Linked DNA regions of Gossypium hirsutum: region 2 is linked to region 1. A link is a contact called in public Hi-C data. All regions are on one chromosome and are shown on one strand. Each heading gives the region's core, a stretch centred on a gene start, on an enhancer-like site or on the middle of the called end of the contact. The rest is flanking DNA. Distances are from core to core; before and after follow the strand shown.

Region 1 (2,827 bases), core at 187-2,686:
CATGAGCTGCTATGTCAATGCCAAATCAATTCGATCCTCAAACACATATAATTAAATATAATTATAATTATATTTAAGCACATATGATTAAATCTTGATAAACTTATATGTAAATTAATGACTTTGATAAACCTAAAAACTCAGTAAATTTGTGATTTTTATAAACTTCATTCATGATCGTGCTAATGGTATTCTCAACAAAGGAACTCAAAATTTCCTATATAGTCTAACCAATAATTAACAAATAAAAAAAACTTCCTATAAACCTTTTTCAAATCATCATCTTTTGCATTCTTGTCAATTTGAAAAATCATGTAACAATATGCACTCATCTCTTAGCGTAAAATTTATCTTCATTTAATTTGTTTGCAATTTATTTAGAGTAAGATGTGAATTTTTTGTGCTTTCAATTTTTCTAACTTGAATTTTAGATTTTTTTATTTTTGTAATATTTTTAATTTTGTAGAGACATAATTTTATAATTTTTATATTTTAAAAAATTATATTATTTTTATATAATTTCTTTTAAATTTTTAAATATTTTAAAAAATAAAATATGACATCATCAGTGCCATGTGTCACAACTTAAGAGTGTCAAGTATCCTATATTTAACACCGTTATAAAAAACTACCAAAACCCTTGATGGAAAGAAAATTTGGATACCAACTTGGGACCAAAAAAATCATAAGTACCAACTTGGGAGAAGGTGTCAAGTTTGAGGGCTAAATTCATATTAGTGCCTTATAATTACAATTAAACATAAACATATATAATATTATTTATATTTAATTATATGTGTTTGAGGATCAAATTGATAGAATGTGTAAGTATTGAAGACTAAGAGTGACCAAAATAGAAACGACCTGAAACGTTAGTGACTAAATTGTGAAATTTTATAATTAGGTGGCCAAAATAGAAACACGCTAATAGTTGCGTGACTAATTCTATAGTTTACCCTGGAAATGGGTATTCATTTATTTATAAATATTTTTTTTATAATTTGTATGTATTTGTATAATTTTTTTATAATTTTTCATGTAATTTTATAAAATATTGTATTTTAAAAAAATGAAGATTTATATATCTTTTTAAATTTTTTTAAGGTTATAATTTTAAATTTTGAATTTTGAATTTTTATAATCAATATTACATCGACAAAAGGTGTGAAGTTAAGGGTTAAATTTTTAAAAGTAGGATCAAATTGATAGAATCTGTAAATTTAAAGGATTAAATTTATTATTTATTCCAAAAAAAATCATTTGTTAATGATTTAACTCAGGGGTAACTGAAATTAATTTTTTTGGATCTGAGTGACCAAAACAGAAACAAGTTAATAATTGGGTGATTATTTGTGCAGTTTGCCCAATGTAATAATGTATCATACGTGTTTGCGTTACGTTACTGCGCTTTAGACATTTGGTGAGCAAGGCGGTAACCTTAACATTCCTTTTTCAAACCCTAATCTGTAGGGATAAAAAATCATTGATCAAATCCAATTCAAACCACACTAAGCGCACTGTTCAACTTCACATGTTCCTCAGTTCCTTTTTTATTGAAAAATTGAACCATCCTCTTTCATTTTCTCGGTCATTTGTTCGGATAAAATCCGTTTCTTTCTCTTGTATGAATTTGTTGTCACTGAACAGAAACAGTGTGTGAATATTGGAAATCTGGGAATCACTCCAAATTATGGATTAGGGGATAAATCGGCTCAACGGGCTTCGAGAAGTATGGAAAATCAAGTGCAATTGTAGTCATAAGTTCCCGGTTTGAAACCAACCAGTCAGTCTACTTGAATTTTGTTTTAGACAGTAGATGTTATCTTCGTAGCAGTAGAAATGGGGGAAAAGGAAGGATCTGGTTCTGGGAATTTGAAGTTGTCTCGGCCTACAGTTGCTGAGAAATTCTGGGATGGCTCCCTTAAGCTTAATTCTTCTGTAACTGTGTCGGTCGTTGCCTTCTTCAAAAGGTTATTCAGCTATTTCTTTTTTATACTTGTCATTTTTCTCTTCCGAGAACAATTCTGTTTTAGTATCAGAGATATTCAGTCCTTTTGTTCATGATTTTTCATTCAATGAAGATGAAATTATATGGGTTTTGTTTTGCATGTAATTGCTCTTAAATAGTTAAAAGTTCTGGTTCAAGAATTATTTGGAAAAGATAATTTGAATTTTATATTTGCAAAGCCATCAACTAAAAACTTTTATCATATTTTATTAGGTTGTAAGAAATCAAATATGTCACTGATAGAACAAGTCAGCTCAAGAAAAATGGCAACTTGGGACCAAATAATTGGTGTATCACCTGCTGATTTCTCTTTGTATAAAATGGCTTATAGTACAGTAGTCAAAGAGAACTTTGTTTCAAGAATTTCTGATTGACTACCTAAAGTAAAAACAGAACAACAATTAATCAAATTAATAAGAGATGTGTTGATGCTTGCAATGCTAAATTTGGACAGGGGAATGAGATCATTTAACAATTCCAGTAGAATTTTCATTGGCAATCTCACATCATTACTGCTCACCTAGATATGGACATGAAACTGAAATGGATTTTGGTCCAATAACCAACATAGACCTTTGTTTAAAGCCGGCAATAGACGATCATCAACTCTATTCAGTGCATATTGAAAACTTGAATGAGCAAATTAACTGACATACATTAAATTAAGTGACCCAGGAATTGTGGTCTAAACCTTGGAATGTGCGACTGATCAACGTCTCCCCATCTCCTGCAACTACCTTATGTAAAGAGAGAGTTAGCTGATAGTCCTTGTGGGAGCCTTGTCCCTAGCCATTCTGATTGACTGTACTTATTCCTATA
Region 2 (2,827 bases), core at 171-2,670, 230 kb after region 1:
TGTGCTTGAGTTCATAGTGATGCGGTGGTGCTCGGAGACCCACACATTTCATTTTCCGTGTCAGGATGGAACCATCGCCTTAGAAGCCTATCACATTGCAACTCAGGCTCCCAATTCATTGTGGTTTATACAGTCACAAGTTGAAGTATAATTAAGGCTCTTAGTTGATAGTGGTTATGCAGTCAAGGGTTGGAGTATAACTTGAGATCCAATTGATAGTGGTTTTACGATCACGGTTCGAGTTTCGTGATACTCGAAAAGGATCCTTTATAAACCCGGTAAATAAGTTTGAGATCATAATCATAGGGAAAACTAAGGAGCTTTTCAGTATGATTAACTTATTCTTTTTCTCCATCTCCAACAAAGACAATATCGTCAACCTCTCTTTTATCCGAAATTGGTGATCGAGTTGGATGCAAAAGGACCCTCAAGGGGGAGTGACTGTAGCAGATGAGAAAAGTTGAAGGTCCTTTCGGGTCGATAGCTATTGTTGTGATTAAATAACTTATTAATAACTACAACTGTTGCCACCTCGACTCAAGTTTTAGCTTCTTTCCACCGCCACCATCGCTCGCCTCCTAAGAGTTCTCTTGCATCCAACTTTGTCGTAGGTTTCGGACAATAGGGAGGTTAAGGATACTATTTTTTGTGGAGATGAAGAAAAATATTAAATTGGTTATACTGGAAAACCCCATAATTTTTCCTTATTATTATTGTCTCAACTTTATGTATGGAGTTTATAAAGTATTCTCTTCCGGTATTATGAAACTTGAACACGTGACCACATAACCACTGTCAACTGGGCTCTTGAGTTATACTCTAACCCGTGACTGCATAACCACTGCCAAATGGGCACTCGAGTTATACTCTAATCCGTGACCGCAGAACCATCGTCAACTAGAAGCCCTAGTTAATTTCAACACGTGACCCTATAAACATCGTGAACTCGGAGCTTGATTTGCAATGTGATGGGCTTCTAAGGTAATGGTTCCATCCCGACATGACAGATGAAATGTGTGGGTCTCCGATCTCTATCATATCATCGTGAACTCAAATATACCTTAGAAATATCATAATGTCTACTTCAAATATAAACACAAATAAATCTCACCCCCAACTTTCCAACACATATACAATTTAAGAGAGAGAAATAAAAAACACGTCTAGCAAGGCACACTTTTAGCCACCATAGTATAAAACGTGTATTGCTAGAGGCATTTTCTATTCCTTTCTCTAACTATGACCGATTTCCTTAAAAATCACTAAAATTGGAAAAGTAAAAGTTAAAGGTTTGTTTGTCCTTAAATCAATTTGGATTTTTAACTACCAATTGAGATAAGAATGTAAATCTATGCGACAGGAAAAGGTCAAAAATAAGAGTATATATGTATGGATTTAAAAGAAAATCCAAAAATGATGTCAAAACTATCCACAAAGGATCGGGTACAGAAATCAGGTTCACACGGGTCCCACCACGACTTCCTTTTTTCTAGTTTCTTCCTACTCTTTCCCACTCTCGTCTCCTTCCCCTTTTCTTCGTCTCGAAGGTAAACTAAGAGAAAGAAACTAATAAAACCTCTAAAAATCACTATTAAATCGAAAAAGAAAATCCCTAAACGATGCAAGAAGCAGAGCTTCACGATTTATCAGACGATGCCGATTACGCAGCGTCTCAACAACAAGTAAGCAAAAAATGAATATCGCTTTCTATGTTTTTCCTTTTATTCCCTTTTCTTCCCCTAAGTTTTCTTTAATTGAATTGCTTTTAATCATTCTTTCTGCTCGATTCCCTCTCCTAATTATTTGTTATTTGTATCAGATTCCTTGAATTTAATTCCCTCTTTCTTCTTTTATTTTCTTTATCTTTTTAGGGATCAGCGAGTATAATGCGGTGCGACAGTGGGAAAAAAAGCTCGTCAAGTGAACCCGAGGGAGCCCAGATTGTTTATTTGAAGGATAATGTTACAATTCATCCTACTCAGTTGGCCTCTGAACGGATTAGTGGAAGATTGAAGTTAATTAAGCAAGGCTCTTCTCTCTTCATGGTAATTAGTTGCACTTTGTTTACATATATGTATAGTTGCTGTTAGCCTTACCTGGTTATCAGAATTAAAGAAAAAAAATCAACTATTTATGTAATCATTAATGAATTGCTGAAATAATTTTTTACCATTTAACTATTAGACCCCCCCCCCAAAAAAAACAGAAAAAAAAAGAAAACCTGATTATGTGACATGGTTTGAGTGGAAAGTATATATTATGAAGTGTTTCATACGATCCTTTATTACCTAATTTGTGCCAGTTAGTTCATGGATAGGATAAAAGTCAAGGGAGGCAAATAGGATGTACAAAAGTATTGTGGCAAATATAATTTTTGTTTGTGTTATCTACGCATGAAATAAATGTTCTATTATTGCATTTGATTGTAGACATGGATTCCATACAAAGGACAAAGTACAAATGCAAGACTATCTGAGAAAGGTTTTCAGCTTCAGACTTGTGATTTGAATGTATTTTATGTACTTATCAATTCATAAGGCATGTATAGATTATATGATTTGCTGAAACTTTTCTTGCATGCATGCTTTTATTATGCAGATAGGAATCTTTATACCATTAGGGCAGTGCCATTTGCTGATGTCAGATCCATCCAGAGACACACTCCAGTTCTTGGGTGGCAGTACATTATTGTTGTTCTGTCATTTGGTAAGGAAACTTCAGACTGTACTGCTTTTACGATGTTCGATTGTCTTCAAGCGAATTTTCATCCTCCTGTGAGGGACAAAAATAAGAAAATAAGTATTAAAAATGAAAACTATTTCATATA

Evidence for each region. A called contact is a pair of places that touch in the nucleus more often than the background predicts.
Region 2: a contact with region 1 is called in a Hi-C map of leaf, with 2.1 times the contacts expected there. The contact joins the promoter of LOC107901321 here to the promoter of LOC107899994 in region 1. A contact is called at or near these places in 5 of 34 Hi-C or Micro-C datasets (hypocotyl, leaf, petal and 1 more).

The regions. Positions count from the first base shown.
Region 1 is chrD06:8,192,680-8,195,506 of Gossypium_hirsutum_v2.1, forward strand. It overlaps LOC107899994, which reads left to right and starts at 1,437. Exons shown (of 5, transcript XM_016825725.2): 1 at 1,437-1,970. The coding sequence starts at 1,840.
Region 2 is chrD06:8,423,868-8,426,694 of Gossypium_hirsutum_v2.1, forward strand. LOC107901321 (TBC1 domain family member 17) reads left to right here and starts at 1,421. Exons shown (of 15, transcript XM_016827269.2): 1 at 1,421-1,682; 2 at 1,872-2,045; 3 at 2,430-2,481; 4 at 2,599-2,706. The coding sequence starts at 1,620.